Linked DNA regions of Danio rerio: region 2 is linked to region 1. The links are chromatin contacts, called in public Hi-C maps. All regions are on one chromosome and are shown on one strand. The core of a region is the stretch at or near the end of the contact, and the rest is flanking DNA. Distances in the headings are between cores, read along the strand shown.

Evidence for each region. Hi-C and Micro-C count contacts between places; a contact is called where the count stands out from the background.
Region 2: a contact with region 1 is called in a Hi-C map of embryo, with 3 times the contacts expected there. The contact joins the enhancer-like site here to the promoter of nkx2.1 in region 1. A contact is called at or near these places in 6 of 18 Hi-C or Micro-C datasets (caudal fin, embryo and hematopoietic stem cells).

What each region holds. Positions count from the first base shown.
Region 1 is chr17:40,128,907-40,133,818 of GRCz12tu, reverse strand. nkx2.1 (NK2 homeobox 1) reads right to left here and starts at 3,040. Exons shown (of 2, transcript NM_131776.1): 1 at 2,547-3,040; 2 at 858-2,136. The coding sequence starts at 2,913. The coding sequence ends at 1,463.
Region 2 is chr17:40,225,466-40,230,377 of GRCz12tu, reverse strand. All of the region lies in intron 2 of LOC141378433, which reads left to right. Among named protein-coding and RNA genes, the nearest start is that of mbip, 64 kb to the right of the region's middle. Within about 2 kb of position 2,782, at least 7 of the 62 cell types and tissues checked have an H3K27ac peak or open chromatin away from gene starts, as enhancers often do.

The DNA.
Region 1 (4,912 bases), core at 1,791-4,290:
AATACGTAAACACGGGGGCATTTGATTTTACCTCTGATCTCCACAAACACGGTATTGATGGACGGCGCTCTGATAAGTGTGTTTATTTCGTCTTGCTAAGTTATTTAGGAGAATAATGTTGTTTGAACAGCAATGTGATTGATAAGTTAGCTTTTAGGAGTGTTTGTTTGATGTGAGTTTCTCTCAAGGAGTGGAGACCTCACCTGCATTGACTCATTCCCTTATCACAAAGAAAACGCTCCAAAATAGATCTCAGGTTAAGTCAGATACATAAATAAATAAAAAGAATAACTCCATAAGCTAAAACTCATTTAATAGGGTAATGCCAAAATACAATTTGCGGATAGAAGACAATTTGTTTTTAAAAAAGAACAATTCATAGACGTTTGTTTTTATTTGAGCATACATTATTTTTAGCGCGCGTTTCATTTTGAACTTAGACTCCGGATTTTAACTTTATTAAAATATTTAGACACGCTACAAAATTACCGTTTAAACTAATTTAGCCATGCAATATCCAACACAATTAGAATAATATTTGTTGTGTGACTTCATTGGTGTTGCAACACACAGAAAACTATTTGCTGAATGAACGCTTTACTAGCAGGCCAGAAATCCAGCTCCACAAACCTGACACACTTGAAGGGATATCCTCTACAAACTGTAGAAATTGTGCGTCTAAAATAATCCACTAATGCGTGTTCATTTGTAGTGACTAATTTACTAATCGTATGTTGCTCACTTTTTAGGCTAGTTCAATTTTATTAACCTTGAAGCAAAATGGTCCAACTTTTAGCACCGCAAAATGTTTGATTCCATACACCCAAATCTAAAATGAACGTAGGGTAAGGATATTGTTATTATTGTCATAATTTATTAATATGATTGTATGACTGCGTTTAAGTCAAATATCTATATAAGTTACAAGAAAATTAAACGTACAAATAACAATGGAACTGAAAAAAAACTTGTGAACCTTAATATCGATAAAAATTTTGTACAATATACACATCGCTAAAAACTATGTAATCAGTCCAAACCTTTTACAGAAATATACAAGCTACGTTTTACAGTGAAATCTTTAAGAAATCATGAAATGTATTTAGCAGTCTAAATGTGAGGGGGGACGTCTTCATTGTTGAAAGGGACATTTTTAAAAATCCATCAGGATGACAGAATATTTGTGTTTTAGTGTTTTAGTCAGTCTCCATTTAAAATCTAGTGTATATAAATAATTCCATCTTCTTAATGATGTTTTGGCGCTCATCCTCACAATAAAAGATTTGATACCTTTGACATTTGGCAATCCTCGCGTTGCTTGCAGCCTTGTCACTTCTCCCTCCGAGAAAGGAGACAATGATTTCGGAGCGCCACCCCAGTTCGCATGGTCTTTTTGAGCAGAGCATAGTGTACACATAATCTGCATCCACCTGTCGTACTTTCGTTATTGTATTATTGTCTGTCACCACGTCCTGCCATAAAGCAGAGCGGAGCAGGGCAACGCAGCTCCATATTCGGAACCGGAAGAGTTCAGGTGTGATAGGCCGGGTACCTGGGTTTGGAGGGATGGCGGGCTTGCAGCATGTTGACCCAGATCAGGGGACTGACCGGCGCTGCCTACCTGCTGACTTTGATGCTGGCTCATTGAAGTACTGTTATTGGTCATAATCATGACGTTTCCCCCCTGGTGATGGTGGTTTTGTACACCAGTGTTGGGTGTGTGACTGCTGCCTTGGCATGGCTTTCCGTCTTTCACCAACACAGGCACCGCCACCCGCCGTGGAGACTGCTGCTGCTGCTGACAGGAACCATTGTCTTGTTGCATCTGCTGCTGGGACACCTTGTCCTTGGCTTGCCTTTTCATTTTATACCGGTGGTTCTGAAACCAAATTTTAACTTGAGTCGGAGTCAGGTGTATCATGCTGGCCAGATGCTCCCTTTCCGGCGCGGAGAGGTACTTCTGCTGCTTGAACCGCCGCTCAAGCTCATACACCTGCGCCTGGGAGAAGAGTACCCGTCTCTTCCTGCGAGGTGTGCTGGTCAGTGGACCCATGCCTTTACCAACATCCGCCAACGAACTCAGAGTGCTCATGCTGCCCATGTTCATACCAGACGAGGAGCCCATGAAGCGAGAGACTGCGAAAGGAACAGTCCCGTTTAGCTTTGCAATTTCACAATAAACACAATCAATCAATTAATAACGAGTACGGAGAGATTAAATCGCTGTGTGAGTTATAAAAGGACAGCAAATAAACAAATATTGTGCATTATTATTGTGTTGTCTGTCAACTGTAACTGGAGAGTTAATTTATGCAGTTCGTTTGGGTTTAGATACAACACCTGGCACGTGTAACGTTTAGCAACGCCGGCAAAGCCCCATGCGCTCTAATTTGGTGTAAAATTAGAACATTTTAAAACAGAATAATACATGATAAATACAACCGGCTACAGTCACAATTAAAACAGATTAATACGCATTGCAAAACACCTCTCAAAATGCACAAGCAGCTCTTGCAAACACAACGTAAAGTGTTAATCTCACGTACTTGTAGAGAAGCGTGGGTCAGGATTCGTTCCGTACCAGCTGGTGGCCGTCGTGCTGCCTCTCATCCCGTCTTGATAGGCCGGCAGGTCGCTCATGTTGCCCAAATTCCCGTTACAGTAGCCCCCCATGGCTGTATGTGACAGCTGGGAAACTCCAGCTGCAGTCATGTGGTAGGCAGCGGGTACTGTTCCATTGTGGCCCATGTGGTGCTGCTGCATCGCCGCTTGCGTGACTTGGGGTTGTCTGTACGAGGCAAGAGGAGCCCCCAAGTTGTTCCCCTCCATACTCACTTTTTTGTAGCTCTCTTCAAGAGGACTTAAGATATCGGATACAGAAAAAGGAGTCGTATGCTTAGGGCTCATCGACATTGTTCTGTGTTGGAAAGGGAGAAATTAGAAGGCAAGGCAATCTCTCCTTCTTTTTTTGGCCAGCTCCTCTGTTCCTGTTGTTTCACCGTCGCTGCAGCAGGATGGAAACGTATGAGTGCGCACTGGAGTCCGCCTTAATTGGTTTGAGTGGGAGCTCGAAGCTGACTTTCGTTTGTTTTAGCTTGGTGCCAGGTTTAAGGCTTCCATCAGAGGCGGGGCATCAGCAGCCAGGGCAACAATACAAAGCAGCGCTATCATCTGTGCACCCACGCACAATTTCTATTACGCGGTCTTCAACTACCCGTGCCATCCCCCAACCCCGAAAACATTTACGCGTGTAACAACACCTGTGCGTAAATATAATTCGCCCATAGTTCATTTTCAGCGCGAGGCTGTTTATTGCGCGGCGGCGAGGCTCGCACGAACGGCAAGGAACGCAGAGCAAAGGATGAAATATTGACAGTTGGAGTGATGTTTATAAGGGGCCCTTGATGTGAGTGCATATGCGGACTTCAGACTTTGAGAACCACTCAGTATCTGAAAAAAGCCTGAGTTGAACTACTGACTTTTAATGGCCACAAGAGGCTTCTGGTGATTGCAGGCGTGTTTGTATTATGCTCCATCGTACTCAAACATGCAAAGGGCCCTTGCGACGACTCAGGAACACTGACTGACAAATAAATAAATACATATGCGCGTGTTAAGAGGCCAAGTAAATGATTAAACCCTTTTCCGTTTGATATTATTGGACACAAGCAGCGCGTCGTCCAAATTTCCGTCCACTCGGTTCAGACACGCGGTACTGAGGAAAATGAACTCGGGAAGAGGAGAGGCTCTCAGGTAAAGTTAACGACGCTCAAATAACACGAGCAAGTCCTGAAGTAACTCCGCGTAAGTTCAGTAATGCGTTTCATGCCGGTGCGCGGAGTTGTAAAAAAACTAGTATGAGTGGACTGAAAATTGTCAAGATTTATTTTACAAAATAGACATTTTTCTTTTACATTACACACCTATTAAAATAATACCTTCAATTTAGTTTATTATTATTATTGTTATTATTATTATTGTTATTATTATTATTGTGTTGTTGTTGTTATTATTATTATTATTATTATTATTATTATTATTATTATTATTATTTTGTTTATATTTTAACAAATATTTAAGAAAACACATTTGTAGCTCTTTGCAAAAGAACGCGTTGTCTTACGCAATTATTATAAGTCTATATCTGAATAGTTACAAAAGAATACAATAGCATGTTTTATTTTTCTAACTATATATCGAAAAATAAGTGTGATACATAAATTACTTAGAAAATAACGTCCATCATCTAAAATTCTTAGCTTCCATCTGAGAAAAAAAACTACTTTTGAGTGCACTAGGCGTTTATGTTTTTTATTTTTGTGTGTGTGTGTGGATGAAACAATGACTTGAAAAGCAAACATCTAAATGTAAGAGCCTCCAATTGAAATTTTTCCCCTCAAGATCTGCGTCTTCTTCGCTGAGCGCAGCAACTTTGTAAAAATTAAGAGATGTATAAACGACTATTTATTAATTTATTACTACTATTATTAATATTATTTTTAAACATATTAAAATAGAAAACCATTAATTGGCCTTCGGCACTGCAGGGATTCCAAAGTATCTGTTTATGATTTAATACTACTTCGTTATTTTAGTGGCATATATATATATATATATATATATATATATATATATATATATATATATATATATATATATATATATATATATATATATATATATATATATATATATATATATGTGTGTATGTGTGTATATGTGTGTGTGTGTGTGTGTATGTGTGTGTGTGTGTGTGTGTGTGTGTGTGTGTGTGTGTGTGTGTATGTTTGTGTGTGGTGTGTGCGTGCGTGTGTGCTCTTTTTCTGAATTTATATTTTAGGTATTTCATTTTAATACAATTTTAATTTCTTTATTCATTTTAATTTGAATATTATATATTTAAGATTTATTA
Region 2 (4,912 bases), core at 1,533-4,032, 97 kb before region 1:
GGAGGTCAATGACTGCTGCTTTCTGACATTTTTAAGTATACTGTATGTTCCTATGTTTTAACAGAAACTCAAACAGGTTTAGAACAAGTAAATTATGGCAGAAGTTTCCTTTTGGGCTGAACTATCCCTTTTTTTCCACACAGAAAAAACCTATAAACATAAAGTATATGTTTTAATATAGGTTTTGATATGGTTTTTAATATACAGTTGAAGTCAGAATTATTAACCTCCCTGAATTATTAATCCCCCTATTTATTTTTCCCCAATTTCTGTTAAATACAGAGAGATTTTGCAGCTGGAAGGGCATCCGGATAAACAATAAGTTGGCGGTTCATTCCTCTGTGGCGACCCCAGATTAATAAAGGGACTAAGCCAACAAGAAAACGAATGAATGATATTAATTGATTTCATATATGTAGGAAGCATAGTAAAGGCAGGGTAACTACTTTAATAGAGTAACACTTAATAAATAAGCATTAAGTATGCATTATTGCAGCATCTACAATGTTAATCTATATTGACATTACTTAATGAAAATACATTTGTTCATTGTTAATTCTTGCTAACAGTAATGAATTCTAATGCTGCATTAGTAAACGATTAATAAATGCTGTATAACTATTGTTCATTCTTAGTTTGTGTTAGTAAATGATTTCGGTGTGATACTTTTGTGAAAATAAAATGTCAAATTATGGGTTGAATAATATTACTTTCTCATTCAGTGTAACAGAAAAATGAATGTAAAAATTAAACAACATATTTACTCTGACCTGTACTTTATAAATTCTAGTAGAAAAGAATAGGTGGTCATAATATTAAATATCTTTTACTACATTTTAAACACTTTTCCTTATAGCTTAAACATATTGGTAAAACATAGTGGCTTGAAGGATCACAGTAAACTAAAGAGAAATGACAGTTTTAGGTCTTTTTTGACAGTTCATCAAATTATACTTGTTCAAAATATTTTGCTTTATAAACTCTCGTTACACTAGAGGACATTTTTTGGGGAGTCGGTAATCACTACAAAAATGTGTGATAGTAGAAATGTTTTGTTTTTGCTCAGGACAGAAAAAAAAGCTAACTTTCTAATGTGTGGTCAAAAACAATTGTGTCTTTTAATATTTGACCCGAACATAATTCATCTAACAGAGCCACTGAAATTGTTTAATAAACGAAAATACACAAAAAAAACTTGTATACTGATAAATATAAAAACACTCATAAAAACAAAAAACAAACAAACAAAAAGAGAGACAAAAACCAAAACAAACAAATAAAAAAACAAAAAAACCACAAAGATGTCATATGCAGAGATTTCTGGAAATATTATTTTTACTATGGTTAATTCTTATAGAAATTAATTTATTTATTTCTAAATTATGATAATAAATATTTTTTTAAACTATATATAACTTACATTTAACAAATCATTAGTTTTTTTTCTTTTGACTGTAGCATTGTAGGCTTTTTTCATGTTAAAAGGTTTGAAGATTAAATGATCAAGCATCAAAAAACAAACAAAACAAAAAAAACAGCTGCAATATGCAATAATTATACAGATTAGAATAAGTATGCTATTTAATTTTACGTAAATATTTCTGCCAAAAGACCATAGAAAATTATTTGACCCATATTTTGTCATTTTTTTTCACAAAACAATTAGAAAAATGTGTTGCATTTACTATAAGCTTTCCATGCTTATTTCAAATTTGAACTATTGCAAACACAGCCAATTTGTTTCGTCTTTGACCCCAAAATTGCAAACACCTGTATACATTTGTCACTTTTTAAGACAACAGTGGCTTTTACCACGATACTGCAGCTTATTAAACCACCCCAAACATTAATATCAGTGATGCAACAAATGAAATCAATAGTAACCATGGAAATTCATTCTGTCAGCCAGGGGCGATTTTAGGATTTTAATTTTAGGGGGGCTCAGCTTCTTATATATAAAGCCTAATATTACATTTATAAGTAGTAATTTAATAGTAATACACTTAAAAATGTTAATAGGGGTTGTAGTATTCCACTGTATCATATAGACATAGCATTTGAGTTCTGAATAAGCCACATAGCCTCAACCCATCTGTTTATTGTAGTAAAAACCCCTTTCTATATTCAAGTGTACTTTTTTTGTTTCCATGCATTAAATAAATAAACTGACTCTTTTTTTATTAAAATGGCACACATATAAATATTTTAAACTTACAGACTAATTCCCATTTTTCACAATCTGAATGATAATAATAAATGGGTATTTTTTAATGCTAGTCAACACAGTATCTCTGTCAGTGAGTCAGTGACAGTTAAAACAAATTCTGCTGCCGTTTTCATATCAGATTTAAAGGGGACTGAGGTGATAATTTGGTGTACAGTTTATGAGCTAATTGCAAAAGTTTTAGGGGGGCTGAGTAGAAATATAGGGGGGCTACAGCCCCTGTAAAATAGGCCTAGCAACGCCCATGCTGTCAGCCATTGATTAGCTCATACAGGAAACCTTGCTTCTCTCCGTAAGACTGTCTTACACTTCAGCGTCTAAATAGCGCATCAACTTATACCCTTAATATTATATCTGCTTCATAATTAGGCCAATAGAGCAGTCCCTGTTTACCCTTTCCTCTTCCATCTCTCTCGGTTTCTCTCATCTCTCCTCTTCAAGCCTTTCTTATTAGAAGGCCCCCAGCTGTGCAGCGAATAGGATCAGAGGCTGCCTCTATTAGCCTGGTCCATTTGTTGAGCGATTGAATCGCTCTCATCCCTCTTCTCTAGTATGGCCTCTAACCCTCTCTCTCTACCTTAGCCTGCCAGAAGGGCCTCTCAGCGCTCAAAACACAATGAAGCCTGATAGAGGCCGTCTCCATGAGGCAAACCAAATGCAAGGTGACTGTGTATGTGTGTGTGTGTGCGTGTGTGTGTGTGTGTGAGAGAGAGAGAGAGAGAGAGAGAAAGAACGACAGATGATATATATGATTCCTTTTTCATTTCAAGAAGCCATGCAGAAATGGGTTTCTATGCGCTTTCTCAAATTGCACTTCTCATTCAGTCCAGCAGGTGGCGTACTTGCACAAGCACAGAGGCCAAAACCCCCTTCCCCCACATTCGGCGTCCTTTCTCCCACACTTTTTGAGTCCTACACGGGCACCACAAGTATCCTCTTCTCCAACCTGTCGACTCTCCAGAAGTCGTACAGTTATCATACATCTCTCTCTCTCTCTCTCTCTCTCTCTTGCAGTCGTTCGATCTTTCTACTCCAATGCCTGAAGTGGCATTCAGAGCGCTTTAAGAGAAGCACACCTGTTTTCAAACTATGGAAGAAACTGAATTTTACACGCTGACATTCATTTCCGGGACTGCGCTGCTGTCAACATCATCTGCGCGTTGTGTTTGTGGAGCTGAGCTGTTCTAGTCGTCCTCAATTATTGCGTGAGGCTTGACGATGGGGTTGTAAAGACTTGAGGAGCTTCTCTTTACTCTCCGTTCCCCCCTCCTCCTGTCGTAAACCTATACTCACGTCCTCTCATATTCTGACCTGCACTCAAGAGAAACGTCTCTGCTTGAGGAGGAATGGCAGTGAGGTGTTCTGCATGGTTGCATCTGAATGTCCCTTTTTCCAGTTTTGAGGGGCTCACTTGACCGCCCCTTTCTGGCACACTGAGAGACGGAGGAGAGAGGTTAGAGAGCTGCTTAAAGCTGTCAGTCACGCGCTCGCTGACTTCATTGGGGCCTGCTGGGAGTCAACCCAACTGCTCAAAGCAAAACAGTGGTCCAAAACCGGACCTGGTATTGCCACAAACAGCTCAATGCTGAATAGCCTACAACCAACAGAATACAAGTCTGTTTTAACCCAAATTTGGCTAAAATTAGACACCATGGACCACAAAACCAGTTGCATTTTTGGGAATTGAAATGTATACATCATCTTATAAACAAGCTTTCCGTTGAAATGTGGTTTGTTAGAATAAGATAATATTTGCCCGAGAAACAACTATTTGAAATAAGCAATTCCAGTGTTATGGATGTGACATTTGCAGTAAAAAACTCAAAACATAAATTCACATAGTAAGTATACACTACCTGACAACAGTCTTGTTGCCTATCCAAGTTTTAGAAACTTAAACTAACTTAGTTGATCATTTAGTATTAGAAGTGGCTTATATGAAAGGCGTAGGCCTCTAGATTACACTTATTTTACCAAAATAAAGTATCATCATGCCATGATTTTTAATTATTTAATTAGGACAGTAAGGTCTGACTTTGCTGAGACAAAAGTCTTGTCTCTTAACAGAAATAATGTACAGTATAGAAAAGTAAGTAATATTGTGTATGACTGCCGTGAGCTTGAAGGACTGCATACATACATTTCTGCAATGACTCAAATAACTTATTAATAAAGTCATCTGGAATGACAAAGAAAGCGTTCTTGCAGGACTCCCAGTGATCATCAAGATTTTTTGGATTTATCTTCAATGCCTCCTCCATCTTAACCCAGCCATGCATAATGTTAATGTCTGGTGACTGGGCTGGCCAATCCTGGAGCATCTTGACCTTCTTTGCCTTCAGGAACTTTGATGTGGAGGCTGAAGTATGAGAAGGAGCGCTATCCTGATGAAAAATTTGCCCTCTCCTGTGGTTTGTAATGTGATGGGCAGCACAAATGTCTTGATATCTCTGGCTGTAGATTTCTCGCAAGCCCCCACACTGAATGTAACATCAAACCAGGATTTTCCTTTAACAGACTTATTTCTCAGAGAATCTTGGGTACATGTGGTTCCAATAGGTCTTCTGCAGTATTTGTGATGATTGGGGAACAGTTCTACAGATGATTCATCTGAAAAATCTACCTTCTGCCACTTTTCCAAATGATCATCTAGAAGTCAAGTTTTTATTTGCTGCTCTTACAACTGAG